Linked DNA regions of Mus musculus: region 2 is linked to region 1. The links are chromatin contacts, called in public HiChIP or PLAC-seq maps. All regions are on one chromosome and are shown on one strand. The core of a region is the stretch at or near the end of the contact, and the rest is flanking DNA. Distances in the headings are between cores, read along the strand shown. Region 1 holds the start of Eral1 (Era (G-protein)-like 1 (E. coli)). Region 2 overlaps Supt6 (SPT6, histone chaperone and transcription elongation factor).

Evidence for each region. HiChIP or PLAC-seq counts read pairs in DNA pulled down with a chosen protein or histone mark.
Region 2: an H3K4me3 HiChIP or PLAC-seq map of bone marrow-derived macrophages shows a contact between it and region 1, with 2.6 times the contacts expected there. The contact joins the enhancer-like site here to the promoter of Eral1 in region 1. A contact is called at or near these places in 7 of 39 promoter capture datasets (the C10 cell line, frontonasal cranial neural crest, liver and 3 more), 3 of 484 Hi-C or Micro-C datasets (the 63-12 cell line, LSK cells and group 2 innate lymphoid cells), 6 of 115 datasets of contacts at active chromatin or transcription factors (the SCID.adh cell line, bone marrow-derived macrophages, effector CD8 T cells and 3 more) and 4 of 9 other capture datasets (adipose tissue, embryonic stem cells, liver and 1 more).

What each region holds. Positions count from the first base shown.
Region 1 is chr11:78,078,951-78,081,755 of GRCm38.p6, forward strand. It overlaps Eral1 (Era (G-protein)-like 1 (E. coli)), which reads right to left and starts at 1,433. Exons shown (of 10, transcript NM_022313.2): 1 at 1,127-1,433. The coding sequence starts at 1,409.
Region 2 is chr11:78,212,137-78,215,107 of GRCm38.p6, forward strand. It overlaps Supt6 (SPT6, histone chaperone and transcription elongation factor), which reads right to left. Exons shown (of 37, transcript NM_009297.2): 29 at 1,131-1,326; 30 at 533-771; 31 at 1-60. Among named protein-coding and RNA genes, the nearest start is that of Proca1, 19 kb to the left of the region's middle. Within about 2 kb of position 1,440, at least 64 of the 459 cell types and tissues checked have an H3K27ac peak or open chromatin away from gene starts, as enhancers often do. A contact at or near this core is called in adipose tissue, bone marrow-derived macrophages, group 2 innate lymphoid cells and 1 more, where this site is marked.

The sequences.
Region 1 (2,805 bases), core at 183-2,682:
CACTTTATAAAATGGATGTGGTGGCTCGAACCTGAAATCCCCACATGCAGGAGGCTGGGGATAGTGAGCTCCAGGTTATCCTGGTCTAGAGTGAAACTCTGTCTCAATGTCACCCTGAAAGAAGCATGGACTACAGTCTGGTAGGAGACTAGGCACTGTTACTTGCAATGCAGTATCATAAGGAGAGATTGAAACATTTTGCAGTACCTTCATAGCAGCATAGGGTACCACAGTCAGAGCTGAAATTTTTCTCCAGATCTTCCACCTCCACCTCCTCAGTGTAGGGACTACAGGCATGCACCATAAGGCCTGACTTAATTTAGGATTAAACCAAGTAGATAGGGCTCAAGATCCACGTATTGGGTCTATACTGCTTGATGAGGACTTGAGGACCTGGTAATGGCTTGGCAGAAGCCAACCCATTCTTAACTTTGAGAATAGTTTGGCATTTGAGCTTACTTGATCATTAGGTTACCTAAACTCTCTAAGTCTCTTGTTTTTTTTTTTTTTCATATGTAATATGGAATCACATTAACTATTTATGAATAACTTCTTTTTCAAAATGACAACTGTATGGGAGAAAAAAAAAACACAGGCTGGGCATTGAGGACTGAGGGAGACAACTTTGCCTTGACTAATGACTGACTGTAACCAACAGAGGGTCTAGGTTCTTCACATTCCTAAAACTCTTTATGTTGCTATATTTATTTATTTGTGTGTCAGTGGGAGCTTATGGTAGTTAGGGCAAAACTGTCTGGGTCTCAGTTTCCACCATATGAGTTCCAAGGACTGAACTCAGGTTGTCAAGCAACAAGAGCCTTCGTCTGTTTCACAGACCCTCACTTTCAAACTCTTTGACAGCCTTCTCCACTCGCCTCTCCTTGGGCTCAGGTTTATTTTTTATTAAATGAGAAGTTAAACTGCTATTTCTAGAGGCAGAGGGATTTTACTTACGATACATGATTTCCACTGCTAAAACCATCAGAGGCCGGTCATGGCCAACACCTGTAATCCCAACACTTAAGAGGCTGCAGCGGGAAGATCCGAATTCCAAGCTGGTTTGGGCTACACATCAAAACATGTCATAGAACCAAACACCTGTAACTAACATAGCTGGACCCTTTACCTCTGTGCACCGACACCGCGGGGACGCTCGGAACCAACGAACTGTCAGGCTGAGAAAATCCAAGGATACGGTCCAAGGCGGAGTCCTGACCATAACGACTAGAGGCCGAGGCCAGGAGGGGACCAGAGAAAGTGGAGCCCACGACACAGGACACGCACCTCGCCTGGTTACCTAGAAGACAGCCGGGCGGAGCAAGCCATTCCCTCCCTGCATGCGAACCCACCTGTCGGGCCCCTAACAAGGCCCGAACGAGCCCAGCGCAGTACCGCCTGGGGGCAGCCATTTTGCCGCAATGCACCCTGGTACCGATCAGAAGCGCGACGCGATTGGACCGAGAAGCCCACGGACCAACGAGTGGAAGAAAGCTAGATCGGCCCAAACAGAATCTCCATTCTACAACAAGGGATACCCTAGGAGGCGGAGGGAAAGACGGTATCCAAAGGCTAAGGAAAGGCAAAATTGTGCTGTGTTTCCTGCCTGAGTATAACAGTCGTCTTGGACTCCCAAACACATCATTTCTCCTCCTGCCAAAGTTGTGTAAAGAGCTTTTAAACCATGTCTTCCTAATGACATTCCTCGGGACACCATACCGCAGAAGCTCCTCTTAGCGGCTTAAGAGGAGAAACTCTCTTATTGCTAGGAGTGGGCGTGGGCATGGGAACGGGCTCTAAGCTTCATTTCACTAGATTTTTTTCTTTTTCTTTTTTAAGTGCTTTCTAGCCTCAACCCTGCAGGATCCTTTCTTATTTCCTCTTTTGCTGTGTTTTAGCTGGGCGTGGCAGTCTTAGGGTTACTATAGCTGTGATGAAACACCATAACCAAAAGCTACTTGGGGAAGAATGGGTTTTATTTGGCTTATATGTCTAGACTCACAATCCACTGAGGGGAGACAAGGAAGGAGCTCAAACCAAGCAGAAACCTGGAGACAGGAGTAGATGCAGAGACCGTGGAGGGGGATGCTGCTTACTGGCTTACTCCTCATGGTTTGTTCAGCCTGCTTTCTTATAGCATTTAGGAACACCAGCCCAGGTGTGGCACCACTCACAATGCCTCCCATATCAACAGTTAATTAAGAAAATGCCTACAGCCCAATCTTATGGAGGCAATTTCTCAATCGAGGTTCCGTCCTCTGAGATGACACCAGCTTGTGTCAAGTTATCATAAAACTAGTCAGCACAGGTTGCTTTGTGAAGTCTGCACCTTTTTGGTGTCTAGACCTCAGTTAAAGGGTGGTTCTGTGGTAAACATTCCTGTTGAGTAGCAGACTGTATTTACCTCTCTAAATATCAACTCCTATCTATTCTCTGAGATTAAAGCTTTTTTTTTTTTTCGAGATTAAATCTCGAGGCTCTGAGATTAAATCTTACTGAAGGAAAATGAGCAGAAGAAAAAAAAAAGCAGGTAGCTGTATGTGATGGAGCGTTCCTGTAACCCCAACATTTAGGAGGTGGAGGCCAAAGGATGAGGATATTGAGGGCCAGCCTGGGATGAATACTTGTCTTAAAAAACGGGTAAGGGGGGCTGGTGAGATGGCTCAGTGGGTAAGAGCACCCGACTGCTCTTCCGAAGGTCCAGAGTTCAAATCCCAGCAACCACATGGTGGCTCACAACCATCCGTAACGAGATCTGGTACCCTCTTCTGGAGTGTCTGAAGACAGCTACAATGTACTTACATATAA
Region 2 (2,971 bases), core at 190-2,689, 130 kb after region 1:
AGCAAAGGAAGCCATGGGCTGGACATAGCGGGCAACAATCTCATCCAAGTCTTCAAATTCCTATGGGAAGAACAGAAGGCCTCACACATCACAGATTCCAGCCCTTCATCAAACCCAGCCTCAAGAGACAAGATGGCAGGGGTTGATGTCCTGATCTTGTTGAATCTCACCCCACTGCAAAGTCAAGTCCCTTGAATTTATCAGCTGGCTTGATTCCATCCCAGACTCTAGTTCGCCAGCATAGTCTTTTGAGTACTAACTGGGATGATCCCCTGGTATTTATGAACACCGGGGAGCTTCAGCTTTCTCCTTGTTGAATATAGATAAAGAGACCTCATACGTGTACATTTTTTTCCCTTCCTTCAAGAGTTGTCTCTAGGCTATTTTAAAAATTGAAATATAGGGCAAATAAAGCTAATACTTATGCTACAATCTACCTAGCTCTGTTGTTCTGCATGACAAAAATATGGATGTGTTCAAGTTACTGTCAGGTGAAAGCAACCAGGAAGAACTTGTTCCGGCATGGCCCCACCTCACTGTTGATCCAAAGAGTGGCTCCCAGGCTGAAGGCGTTCTCCTTGCCCTCTTCCCGCACGTCCACGTGCTGGTAGATGCCAGCACTGACTTTCCAGGTCACCGTCAGATGGTTTTCACCTTTACTGCTGGGCCGAATGATAACATCCCCTTGGTCCATGGTCTCCATCATCTTTTCTGCTTGCTTGAAATTTATGTTATGGAAGGACGGGTGTGCAATCACTCGCTTGATGTATGCTGAAAAGGCAGGAAGAGACAGACCAGGTGACAGGTTAGGAACTGACGGTGATAGGACAGTCAAAGATAGCTTTGACCCACCGCGGGATTCTGAGACACTGTCAGATTTTCTGGGCTTGGATTCCATGATACCAATGAGGCGTTAGCCTCAGTTCTTATGCTGTTTGAGGAAATGAAATTTAGCAAACTGTACATGGGAGACTGTGGGTTCCAGTCCTGCTCCTGCCTGCCTTTCATGTCTCTAGGCTCCAAAGCTTTGAAACTGGGCACAGGCTCTGTTAAGCCTATGCACAGGAACTCTGCGGCCTAGGTCTCTGGTATAAGCTGTACTCGGGTGCAACCCGCGTGCGGGCACTCACTGGTCCGCTGCTGCTTTCGTTTCATATCCTCTTCCTGCTTGTGGTCTGCAGCTTCCGCATCAAAGTCATAGTAGGTGTCCTTGGGCAGTTTCCACTCATTGTTCCTGTCCATGAGGTCTGAGGTCCGGCAGGTCAGGTCTGCACTGAACTTTTCAATATCGATCTTCATGATCCGGCAGTGAACAGTCATCCCCACCTAGATCCACAGAATGTGTGAGCTGGAAGGGACAAACCTATCCAGCCCAATGCTTTATTTCACATAAAAGAAGAGCAAAGCCCAGACAGAAAGGGAGGACTTGCCCAAAGCCAGCTACGCAATGACAAAGTAGGAACTTGGGGGTGGGTGGATGTATCATGTCCCAATGCCTCTCACTCTCAGCTGGAGACCTGACCATCATGGGCACCCCTCCCAGGTTGTTAGCTAAAGCTCATGCCCTTTTATGAAAGGAATCGAAGTAATTAATAGCTGTGCTTGGTATTTTTCCTGATGAGTCTTTCCATGTAAATATTGGCTTAAGGCCGTCTGGGTACTGTTGAAAACCTTAGCTTCATTAAGTTTAAGAATATCTTTTTTGTCAAGCAGTTGCGCTACACACTTTTAATCCCAGCACTTGGGAGGTGGAGGCGGAGGCAAGTGGATCTCTGTGAGTTCGAGGCCAGCCTGGTCTACAGAGCAAGTTTGAGGACCGCAGGGCTACACAGAGAAACCGTGTCTCAAAAACAAACAAACAAACCAACCAACCAACCACCAACCAACCTCTTTTGAGCCCCAAGTCCACAGCTCATCCAGATTCACAAAGGGTGTGGTAATCAAATGAAAATGGCCCCACAGGCCCACGGATTCACATGCTTAGTCCTATGCTGGACTGTTTGAAAGGGCTGGGAAGTGTGCACTTGTTGGAGGATGTGTGTTACTGAGGTTAGGCACTGAGGCTTCAAAAGTCTAGGTCAGGCTCAATGTCTTCCTCTGCCTATTGCCTATGAACCAGGATGTAAAATTCTCAGCTACTGCTTTAGAGCCATACCTATCTGCTTTCCACCATGATGATCATGGACTAACCTAAAATCTAGGTAAGCCTCCAATTAAGTGCTTTCTATTATAAGTTCCTTTGGCCATGATGCCTTTCCAAAAACCCCAAATTCAGTTCCCAGCACCGCATAAAACCAGGTATGGTGTATGTGTGTTTATTTTAGCACTTGGGAGGTGGAGGCAGGTAGACAGGAGTTCAAGGTCATTCTCAGCACTGTACTGAGTTTGCGGCCAGGCTGATCTTACCCCTGAAAACAGAGTATTTTATTCCCATGAATTTGGTACTTATAACCAGAGATCTGAAACACCCCCCCACCCCCACAGGGTTTCTCTATATAGCCCTGGCTGTCCTGGAGTTCACTTTGTAGACCAGGCTGGCCTCGAACTCAGAAATCCGCCTGCCTCTGCCTCCTGAGTGCTGGGATTAAAGGAGTGCACCACCACTGCCCGGCTTTTTAATATTATTTATGTATGTGAGTACCCTGTCACTCTCTTCAAACACACCAGAAGAGAGCATCAGATCCCATTACAGATGGTTGTGAGCCACCATGTGGTTGCTGGGAAATGAACTCAGGACCTCTGGAATAGCAGTCAGTGCTCTTAACTGTGGAGCCATTTCTCCAGCCCCTGAATTTTTTTTTTAAAGATTTATTTATTTATGCACATTATGCATAAGAATGCTTTGTCTGAGTATATATCAGCATACCAGAAGAAGGCATAGAATTTCATGGAACAACAATTATAGACAGTTGTAAGCTGCCATGTGAGTGCTGGGAATTGAACTCAAGACCTTTGGAAGAATAGCCAATGT